Regions from separate parts of the Hordeum vulgare genome. Here region 1 is linked to region 2. A link is a contact called in public Hi-C data. All regions are on one chromosome and are shown on one strand. Each heading gives the region's core, a stretch centred on a gene start, on an enhancer-like site or on the middle of the called end of the contact. The rest is flanking DNA. Distances are from core to core; before and after follow the strand shown.

Region 1 (5,395 bases), core at 2,627-5,126, 360 kb before region 2:
AATAAATGTTCATGTTTAAAAAAATTGTGCATGCTTCCCAATTTATCCACTTTTTTAAAAAAATGTTCTCGGCTTCAAAATTTGCACTCAAAATTCAACAAATGTTCGTGCTTAAAAAACTTGTTCGCGCTTTCAAATTTGTTCAGGGTTGTTCTCCTTTTCAAAATTTTGTTCTCAAGATGTAACAAATGTTCGTGCTTTAAAAAATTGTTTACACTTCCAATAAATTTCATGATTTTTCAAAATTGTTATTGAAATTCGAAAAATGTTTTTCTTCAAAAAAAAAGAAAAAGAAATAGGAAATAAAAAAGGAACCAAAAGAAGAAAATAAAAAAGAAAAGGGGAAAAGTATGACAGAAAAATAAGGAACGTAACTGGGGCGCGCCCCTTCCGGCGCAGTGAGTGGTAGCTAGCTCGGTTGCGGCAGGGAGTTCTCCTACGCATAGGGGGGATCGCCCAGACTGGGCCGGCGCAGTTTTGTTTTCCCACAAAAATCTGATAATTATTTTTTTTCATTTTTTTTGCTGTTTTTTTTTCTGTTTCTTGTTGTTTTCTTTTTTTGACTAGTAAAATGCTCGTGCGTTGCAACGGAGGTATAATAGGTTCAATATAAATTGTATGAAACATACTAAAAATGTCGTGCGTTGCATTGGGTTAGATTGTTGATTTATAGACCATTAATTTTATACTTGAAATGGCTCTCATAATAGAGAAAGAGAAGATGTTGATGTCCTTACATTTTTTAGTCAGTTTGACCTTTCTTGTTAATCCAGAAATGAAGCATCAGTTGCTGGATCATCATCAATGGAGAACACCCCTCGGCAATAGAAAATGATGATTACAAACTAATTGCACGCACACTGTTATAAAATCATCATAATATGCAGTATCAAAAGTATATTTAAAACGTTTGAAGGAGGTACCCTTGATGACACAAATTTGCAGCAGTAGAACATGTGAGAGCCATTCACCCACTGGAAAGCTATGCATAATCTAATTTCATCGTTTGCTGACATTCTCACAAATAGCTCATGTGCACAATCTCGGTCAAAGAGTACATTGGAAGTTGGAAGTAGGAAGCAGGATAGGTGACATGTGTGGAGGAGTTGGGGAATATGAACAATGAGCTGGTCGTTATTGGGAATATGTTGATCATAAGAGTTCAACTGCAGATCAAACCCATGCAGATGTACATTGTGTGTATTTTTCAAATAGTACTGGATCATTTTTGCAGGCAGGGAAATAAGGATGTTTCATTTGAAATAACATGTGAATTCATAACTTGGGTACCTAGGTATCACCGAGAAAGCTTTACTGGTCATGAAAGTACCAATTTCCCCTACGATCCTCTCTCTAATATCAACAAAAGGAGGCAACGGATGATGAATACCTCTCCCTCGAGCGTGGAGTGGATCTGAAGCTCAGCATATAATTTTACTTGATCCGTATGCAATCTGCACATATCCTGCGATAAATTCATCACGGCACAAACAAGAGACCATCTATTAAAAAAAGAGTCCAAACAAGAGACCATCTATTAAAAAGAGAGTCCAAACAAGAGACCATCTATTAAAAAAAGAGTCCAAACAAGAGCAATCTGCACACATCCTGCGATAAATTCATCTGCACATTTGCGTTTGAATGATGTGACTATCACCCACAAACAAGAGACCATCTATTAAGAAAAGAGTCCAAACTATTGGAAAGGAAAAGAGTCCAACGAACACTGACGAAGCACCAACCTGTAGCGACATGCACAAAAAGCCCTCGCACGAGTTTGAACCCGAGTTAGTCGAGCCAGTCACCCCCGCCAGCAATTTGTAGCAGTAGGAACCTCCTCCCCCATCCCGCCGATGAGCCAGATCCTCCCCGCGCTTTCCCTCCCCTTGTACTCCCGTTCTCTCGCCACAGGGTCGGCGGTGCAAACGGCGGTGGTGGCGGAGGCACAGGGAGGCGACGCGTACGACACGGGCGGCGATGGCGGCGGAGGACGGCGGTGGCGGCGGAGGCATGGGGAGGCGGCGCGGGCGTTGGTGGCGGCGTTGGCAAAGGACGGCGACGGAGGCATGGGGAGGCGGCGCTGGCCTTGGTGGCGGTGTTGGCAAAGGGTAGCGGCGTAGACGACAATGGGAGCGAAGGCAAAGGGCAGTGCGGGTTGCCGGGAGCGAAGGGCTGGGGTGCAGCGGCGGAGGTTACCCTAGCGCCGCGGTGTATCTCGTTCTCGTGCGGGAGAGAGAGGCTCCATTGAATATGTATTCTTTCACTTAACGGATTAATGGATAGGAGTATGGGTTGATTACCAAAAACAGGAGGGCTTATTTGTAAAAGCGTCGTGACGACGGACGACACAAGCCCTACGTGCTTTATTATTAGGGAGAGATTAGTTTTAATTTCTTTTTTCTTTTTTATGTTTTATGAAAATGAATAAATGTTGAATTTCCCATCATTTTCCGAACACATGAACATTTGTCAAAACGGAGAACAAATTTGAAAGCATTAATAAATTTTTAAAGCACGAACATTTTGTGAATCTTGAGAACCAATTTTAAAACTCAGATTTTTTTAAAAACTTTGAACAAATTTGGAAGCACAGAATGTTTTTAAGCAGAAATATTTTTTGAATCTTGAGAACAGAACTTTGAAACGGAGAACATTTTTGAAAAATCCCGAACAAATTTGAAAGTGCAAACAAATTTTTAAATCACGAACATGTTTCGAATCTTGAGAACAAAATTTTAAATCCGAGAACAATTTTAAGAAATCCTGAATAAATTTGGAAGGGTGAATAATTTTTTAAAGCAAGAATATTTTTTGAATCTTGAGGACAAATTTTTTAAACGGAGAACAATTTTTAAAAACCTCGAACAAATTTAGAAGCGCGTACAATTTTGAAGTTTTTGTAAAAGAGAGAACAAATTTGAATGCACGAACAAATTTTTAAAGCACGAACATCTTTTGAATTTTGAGAACTAATAATGAAACCTGGGACATTTTTAAATTTTTTTGAACAAATTTAGAAGTCCAAACAATTTTGTAAATCATGTACATTTTTTATTCTTGAGAACAAAATTTTGAAAAGCCCGAACAATTTTTTAAAACACAAATTTTTTTGGAATCTCGAGAAGAAATTTTAAAACGAGAGCAATTTTTAAAAATGCAGATTTTTTTTGGAAACGGGAACAAGTTTTTAAATTATTTCCATTTTTTGAATCTTGAGAACAATTTTTTTTAAAAATCCGAATAAATTTGGAAGCGTGAACAATTTTTTAAAGCACGAATGATAACAAATTTTGAAACCAAAAATAAATTTTAAAAATGCTGATGAAATTTGTAAGCACGAACATTTTTTATTTAAAGATTCGTTTTGAAAATCCAGAGTATTCTTTGAAAACCCAGAACATTTTTTGAAACATAAACAGAAATGAAAAAAAGAAACAGAAAAGATTAAATAAAAAGAAAACAAAAAAGGATAAACTGGTTCAGAAACCCTTTTAAAAGTTTTTCAAAACCCGAAAAATCGACTGAAATTCAAAACTGGAATTAGTGAAAGGCGCTAATGAGCCAGTTCATTAAAATCCCTAGCATCGCTCTCCTGTGCGTTTGCCCGATAACTCGCCGTAACTGGCGGCAAATGGGAGCTCCCGTTTACGTCCAGGGCCAGCCCAGCCCGACGGAGTGAGACCAGGCTGTGCTGCCCATGGGCTTTGCAGGTTGGCTTCCTTGTCCGTCTCTCTGCTTGGCGCCCTCTCCTCTCCTGCGCCCGTGTCCCTCCATGGTAGGTGTCGCATGGCCGCATGGGGGTGGAGCACGCGAGAGTCGGCCCCGCCCGGCGCTGCTCGTCGCGGGAGGACAAGCAACCAACCAACCAACAGCGGTGGCCGGTTGGTTCGTACCTGCCGCTGCTACTAGGCGAAGAGCCGGATCGAGCCCAGCGCGATGGGCGCGCGTGGGGGCCTCGGCAACAGTGGAGCGCGCCCCGGCCGATGGCTGTGTCGTCCCAGAGCGCCGACACCAAGTACCGCGACCCACGCGCGCGACGGTGACCCGCGCCTGGGCCGCGCGGGGCGGGGCCCCCGTCCTCGTCCCCGGCCGATCGGGTCAAACGCCAAGCACCTCGTCAAGCGAAACCTGTCAAGGTTCACAGGGCGCAGGGCGCGGAGACGCCGAGACCGAAAGCTGTAGGCTGCGCGCACAGTGCCCGCCCGGCTCGGAGGCCCTACTAGGCGCGCGTGGCAGGTAAGCGTCCGGCGCCCGCTCGATCCTGTCAATTTGTCTGATCTGTCTCCTTGCTGATCCGATCCAGTGCTGTTAATCATGACTAAAGAAACCCTGTCATCCTCAAAATGTAGATCCACCGGCCGTGAGATGTTAACACTGCCTGTTTTTTTTTTGACTGGCTTGATGAATATGTTAGGGCAACTTCAACGGACCGACCCAAACGGACAGCGATTTTGTCCGCCTTTTGGCTGTTTGGGTCGGTCAGGCGGACACGAACGTCCGCTTCGATGTTTGGGTCGACGCATATGTGACCAACGTTGGTTCGACCCATTTTTACACGCATACACCAAACATGCATAATATTAATGAAAATGTGTGCTTAAATATTAAAAAAGCCGGCCACGAAGGCCGACGAGAGTCCACGCGTTACATTATTAATGAAAAATAAGAAGAAAAAACCTAGACGTCCTCGGCGGCGGCGTCGAGGTCGGGCTGTGCCGGCGCGGGGGCGAGGTCGGGCTGTGCCGGAGCGGGGGCGGGCTGGTGTCGGCGGTGGCGCACCAGCACGGGCACGCCCACGCGCCTCTTGCATCGCCATATGAGCTTCAAGGTAGGCGGTCTCCTATGGAAGAAGCGCGTTGGCGCGGACGATGAGGGTGTTCGGGAAGAAGTCGAGAGTAGCACGGGCGCGCTGGTGCGCCAGGTGCGTCGCCCTCATAGCCTGCAGGTAGGCGACCTCCTCTGGCGGCATCGCACTGGAATAGACGACGCGGTTGTCGCCGTTGTCCATGGCTGCTGGGTCATCGACGAGGAAACAAAGGGGTGACGAGATGTGGACGGACGGGCTTCTGGAAGCAGATAGCGGAACCCACCGCACGCTCGGATTAAAAAAGGCCGACCGTGGTCGCCGACGCATGGGCCCGAGGATGGCTTCCGTCATAAATTATATTAACCGCGGTGGTTGGGGGCAGACACCGAGGGGGCGCGTGCGTCCACTTCGCGTCCGCGCCGACGTATTTCAGTCACAAATTTGGGCAGGAAATGGGTCGGCGCAGACGCAAAGCGAACGCGTTTTGGCAATTGGTCGGGACGTTGGACCATCATTTTTGTCCGCGTTGACCCAAACGGACGGCGACGGACGAAATGTGTAGCCCCATTGGAGTTGTTCTTAAGAGGT
Region 2 (6,083 bases), core at 3,359-5,858:
TGAGCCGCTGGATGAGGCGCACGTCACCAGCGTCCCGCCGCACGGAAGGGCAGGCGTGCGCATGCTGCTAGTTAGATTTTCCCTTTATTCATTTGTATACTCGTGGAAACATAGGATTTATTCATTTGTATACTCGTGGAAACATAGGATTACTGAAATTTCCCTAGGGTGAAGCTACCATCCATTTGACACCCAAGAATGGACCGTAGGAAAAATGAAGATAACTTTTCCTTTGGTTTGGATTTCATAGATCTTTTTTAACAATAAAGTCCATCCACATTTTCACTATTCTTGCACAAAGAAAAAAAAACAGCCATAAAAAGTACTCCTTTGATCTACATACATCCATTTGAGCGACACTTAATATGAGTCCATTTGAGCGACACTTAATATGAGACGGGTAATATTAAGCCGATATTACCTTTGTATACGTTCCAATCTTAAAAGAGGTCGAGGGAATGTTAATTTGAGCAAAGCCGCCAGGTAGCAACTACTCTAGTAAGTACTGGGCCTGCTGGTGCTTGGTTAAGCGCAAGAAACATAAACCTGGCCCCTGCGGCGACTATTCCTCGCGGCGGCGGCGGCCACCAAACGCCCCGCGACGGCCAGCGCGGGCCACCGGGCGTACGGGGTGCGCCGCGCGCGCTCGGCAGCGAGATCGTGGGCACCTCTTGTCACCAGATCCGCGGCCCCGTGGCCGTGGCCGTGGCCTGTGGGAAACGGATGGATCCATGTCGCTGCTGCTTCCTGTTGCCGTGCCGAGCGGCCGATCCAGACGCCTTGTTTGATCGCGATCATCCGTCTCGTCGTGCCGCCATCCGCTGCATGACGGGCGTCGCCGCATCGTTCGAGTACGTACGTCGCGCATCCGTCGCGACCTACTTAATCTGATCACAGGCTCCGAAACAGAGGACGATACCTTTCGTACGTCTTCGACGCTGCGAAAATCGCGAGCTCCTGCTGCCGGTGCCGGCGCCCCGTACACCACAGCGGAGCTCCGGCGCCAATTTAATTCAGGTTAGTACAGCAATACTGGCGGAAACGATAGGAATGGCACCAGGATGCACGAGTAGTCAGTGCTGGTGGTCTGGTGTGGTCAGCATCCGTGAAAGAGATGATGCCATTAAGCGCCAGTGCTGTAGTACGGTGCAATAATAGCCGTAGCTGGACGAGGGGTGTAGCCAACAGTAGTACTCACAAGGCGCCAGGCCACAGGCAACAGAGTACACTTCTTGTCTTTTTTTAGCGGGAAAGCTGGTGTACACTTCTGGACATGTGATGGGCCGGCCTGGCGAACACTTCCCGTATCCGGGCTGAAGAACAAGATAATCAAAACCCGACATTGCATTACATTCAGGGGCCTTCCGGCGGCCCAAACGCCACACATTATTCTGCAAAGTTGTTACTGGTACTACAAAGCCCACGGCCACAAACAAGCTGCTCGGATGCCGCAGTCCGTCCATAGCCCATAGCCATAGGTGGGCTCTAAAGGAGGTGCCGTGGCCTAGTGCCCATACGAGTTGGTGGTGGTGCCGTTTGTCAGGTGCTCGAATTTAGCATTGCCTGACAGGATTTCCTCCACGGCTTTCTGAAAACAGAGACACAAATCAGTGATATCCACCCACCAGTTAGAGCATCCGTGATACTGTAGAAGGAAACTGTAAATCACAGTGGTAATATTTTTGTACCTCGATACATGTCAAAGTATACTGGACGTCACTGTCTGAAATTTGGTAGTGAGTGACAAGTCTGACGCTGCAAATTAAGGGGGTTCGAAATGGCAGGTTAAAAGTTAGTATGAAGCATACATCATACCACTCGGTATGAAATAAGAGCGTGATTCTTTTTGATACAGCCTGAAGTTTCTGTTAGAGGCTAATACAGTTATACATACAGGCATAAGGATGCTTATACTGAGCAGCTGAGGTTGACAATACTGATAATAAACAGATAAAAAGAAGCAGTTGAGCAGACAGAATCCAACCTCTTGGAGCTTGCTGGCATTGCAAGCACATTGCGCTGTTCCAGGACTTGACACAGTTTGTCAGGTGTTATGCATGGATCCGCGATATCAAAGAATACCTAGAGGGTACACCTCCAAAGGTTACAAACATGATACTTGAAGCGACTTGGTAGAAAACAATCAATGTCAAATACGGAGTAGATGGACTAGAAGGCTTACCATATTGGTCTCCACTGAAGCTAAATCAACTGTAAACTGTTTAATTTTCTTCAGTCCATCTGAACAATTGTACAAGACAAACAAATTCAGGGTTGTATACCTTTAAGGACTTGGTATATAGTGTAGATAGAAGAAGGGTGAATCCACATGGAAAGATTCTATGAAACCTGCTAAAACTTTGGCCTTCCTATGGTCATCGGCGAGCTTGCCTACGGTGTCGCGAACCGCAACATAGGCAGCAGCACAGAGAATTCCTACCTGCCTCATTCCACCACCTAATGTCTTCCTAAGAATTTTGGCCTGAAAGTATGGTTCAGATTTATGTTACATGTTCTCTTGAGCAGCTTAAACATAGCAGCAGAATGTCTATCGTCACCTTGTATATGAAGGCCTTGGAACCAACAATTACTGATCCAACAGGAGCACCTAAACCTTTGGATAGGCACACCTGCACTTCGACGTTTCACAGAGATGTATTGTCAGACATCCTATATCAGTGTTGACCATCCTTACGTTGGTTGCATAATAATCTAGAACTGCACACCAAGCAAATTGATACGTACCGAAACTGAATCAGCAGCTCTCACAAGTCTATGAACAGGAACTCCAAGTGCCTGACACAGCGACGGTGATTGAAAATGTCAGGACAAGATACGCATGATTCGCACCTAGTCATGCATCGATCAAATGCTACTTACCACGGAGGCGTTAAAAATCCGAGCTCCGTCGATATGAAGCTTCAAGCCATGGGTTTTAGCAACTTCACCAACCTTGTCGGTGTACTCTACAGATATACATTTCCCACCAGAACTGCAACAACAAAAATGAAAATTATGAACCAGAGCCAGGCAAACACTGCCATTTTTATCAGTAACATGCATCAGATAGCAACTCACTTTCCATGCGTGTTCTCGAGGCAGATGAGCCTGGTGGTGGGATAATACATGGCCCCGTCCCGGTGCCTGATGGCAGCGACGATCTTGTGGACGTCCATGGTGCCGTCGGGGTTGTTGGGCACGGTCTTGGGGTGGACGCCGCCGAGGGTGGAGATGCCGCCGTTCTCGTAGATGTGGATGTGGGAGTTGTCCCCGAGGATGACCTCGCTGCCCCTGGTGTCGCAGTGCGCGAGGACGGAGACAAGGTTGCCCATGGTGCCCGAGGGCACGAACAGGGCCGCCTCCTTGCCCATGATCCTGGCCATCTCCGCCTCGAAGCGCTGCGCGGTCGGGTCCGCGCCCAGCACGTCGTCGTCCACCTCCGCGGCGGCCATGGCGGCACGCATGGCTTCCGATGGCTTGGTGACCGTGTCGGAGCGGAGGTCCACCACCTTGGTCACCATCCTGGTTCCTGCCTGCGTGGCTGTTGCTCGAGCTCACGCTTCGGCGGGATCACGTACGACTCGGGAACTAGAATGATACTCCCTTCCTAAATATAAGTCTTTTTTAAACATTTTAACATGAAACTATGTACGAAGTAAAATAAGTAAATTCATGTTCTAAAATATATCTACATACATTCGTATGTAGTTTAATAGTGAAATTTTGGAAAGAACTTGTATTTAAAAACCGAGGAAGTAGATGTGTTAGCTGTCGACTGATCAACTACCGCACGGAGAAACGAAAAATGAGACGTCACTTTGTTACGTTGCACAGGAGTGCCCGGAACCTAGCACGCAACGGACGGACACCCACGCACACACGCCAAATGTGTGCAGCTGCAACCAGGAAGGATACATACAACTCTATCCGTCCAACAACCACAAACTTTGGTGCCTTCCGGCCGGGGGACCATGCCTGTCACGCATTTCCTCTTGACATGTTTGAAAAGCGGAGAAAGGATGATAAAACACCCACTCAGCGGCTCCAAGAAGAATGGAGCACAAAGCGGAGAAAGGATGATAAAACACCCACTCAGCGGCTCCAAGAACAATGGAGCACTACCGAGTAGCACCGCGCATCGCAGGGTGTCATTCACGAACAGCAAAATGTCTTTAGCGATCTATCTACTACAGTAGATGATACTTCTTTTGTCTTAGAATAAGTGACTCAATTTTATGCTAAAGCTAGTATAAAATCAAATCATTTATTTTGAGATGGAATGAGTATGAAAACAAGACGGAGAGGAGACCAGTGCAGTTCATCATCGATTTCGTAAAACAATATATAGAAGTTGATAGAGGGTGAAGAGGGGAGGATCTGAGGAAGTGCGCACCAGAATCCGTGGATCAGATGGAGCCCGAGGCGAGGCCGATGGATGCGCGGGTCTGCGTGAGGGAAGAGTTGAGTGGAGTGGAGAGTAGCGTGGTCTGGCTTCGGTGGCGCCGTTGCCACTGCGGCGCGGAGTGGCGCTTTATAGACGACGAAGATTAGGTGCTGGCGTGCTGCCGCCTGACCCGAGGAAGAGGAGCTGGACGAGACGACGCAACCTCCTCACCTAGGCGCTCTCGCGTACGCCCGTTTCTTGACCACTCGTCGTCACGTGCGCGCATGCGCCTCCACGTAGGAGGACCGCGCTGGGCCGTTGCTTTTCTGGCCGCCCTCCTTCCATCCAGCTGTGGGTCGATGTACACTCGACCTACAATCCTAGACGCGTCACGTCCTACAACTCTCCAACGGTACCGGAAAAGGGGAGAGAGCGAACGAATCGGCCTAGTCCCCGGGGCCATGACAAATAGCCAAACGCCCCGTTGGGCTGGATGGATTCACCGTGATGCGAGGCTGGGGCGCCTACAGAATCGCCTACATCGGTCTACTCGGTTCACACAAAGATACCAAGTGGCGGAGCAGGAATATTCACTCCGCATACGCCGCCAACCAGGCCTCGTCTCGCGTTCGTGTTTGTACGCTTGCACTGTGGACATGCATGCTCACTGAAAGATGCGCGCACTTGATTCTGTGCACATTTCACCCTTGAAAGAGTTCGAGCGGTGTGTCAGCGACACAAGTTACATGTGTGGCAAATTGCAGTGAGGCCGTCTTCCACAGATCGTCCACGCGTGCCAAGGCAGAATTCTGCAAGACTCTCTCGCTTGTCCCGTACTAGCACTGTCGAAAGTGTGTAGTCCGAGAAGCCAGAATACAAGTTGGTTTTGGTGGCCTCGCTTGCGACCGGCCGGGGTAGTCCTGGCTCGGCCACCAGATATTTGCGTCGCGGCTCAGAAAGTGGCTGCCGAGAATGCAAAAGGTACGCAACTAACAGCATACGGTGTAGCTGATGAACCTTCATTCTCACCCCAGACCAAGTGGACGTACGTGTGTTTTCCTTTCTCTCCTTGCTACTGCTGATGAATCATGATGCTGATGTGCGGCTCAATCGCTGGTGCTGAGTAGCCTCACTGCTGGCGGATAGAGTTGGGCGACCCGTGCGCAGCCGCCTCCTGCAAGTGCAGTACCAGATGAGCCTTTTGAACCAGCATGATAAGCCCCCCGCGTGCTTGTTTGCTTGGCTGGTTCCTCGTTCCTGCGAAACACTCGTGAATCGTCGTGTTACCGTCTGAGATAAGCGTCGTGGTAGGTCCAGTGGTACACGCGGACTCTCGACCCAACCACTTCCGGTCTTTTTTTTTTTCTTTCTTTAACTAGCACTTATGCCAGTGCATTGCAACGGGAAAAAGTAAGGTTGATGTTCTATCAAAATACCGTTTCTTAAATTTTAAACCCATTTGGGTTTGGTTTAGTTAGACTTTAAATTCAAACAATTTTGTATTAATTTTTTTTTAAATTTAAAGTCGATAAAATTTTCCGAATCACTTCATTTTTCCTCATATTTTTTAGATCCCATAAAAATATCTAATTCCTTCTTCCCTGTCTTTTCTTTTCTTCAAGTTTTGTTTAGTTGAAAATAAAATAAAAGTAAAAACATGAGCATGCACATCTCACCTAATTTTTCCCATCGGGCAACC

What was found. Hi-C and Micro-C count contacts between places; a contact is called where the count stands out from the background.
Region 1: a Hi-C map of seedling shows a contact between it and region 2, with 2.1 times the contacts expected there. The contact joins the enhancer-like site here to the promoter of LOC123427241 in region 2. A contact is called at or near these places in 2 of 6 Hi-C or Micro-C datasets (leaf and seedling).

The regions. Positions count from the first base shown.
Region 1 is chr2H:559,211,117-559,216,511 of MorexV3_pseudomolecules_assembly, reverse strand. No RefSeq gene overlaps it. Among protein-coding and RNA genes, the nearest start is that of LOC123430536, 160 kb to the left of the region's middle. Within about 2 kb of position 3,876, at least 3 of the 3 cell types and tissues checked have open chromatin away from gene starts, as enhancers often do. A contact at or near this core is called in leaf and seedling, where this site is marked.
Region 2 is chr2H:558,852,373-558,858,455 of MorexV3_pseudomolecules_assembly, reverse strand. LOC123427241 (probable low-specificity L-threonine aldolase 1) reads right to left here and starts at 4,608. Exons shown (of 10, transcript XM_045111240.1): 1 at 4,394-4,608; 2 at 3,079-3,588; 3 at 2,881-2,992; 4 at 2,746-2,796; 5 at 2,559-2,630; 6 at 2,350-2,482; 7 at 2,183-2,241; 8 at 1,985-2,082; 9 at 1,689-1,755; 10 at 1,327-1,588. The coding sequence starts at 3,521. The coding sequence ends at 1,505.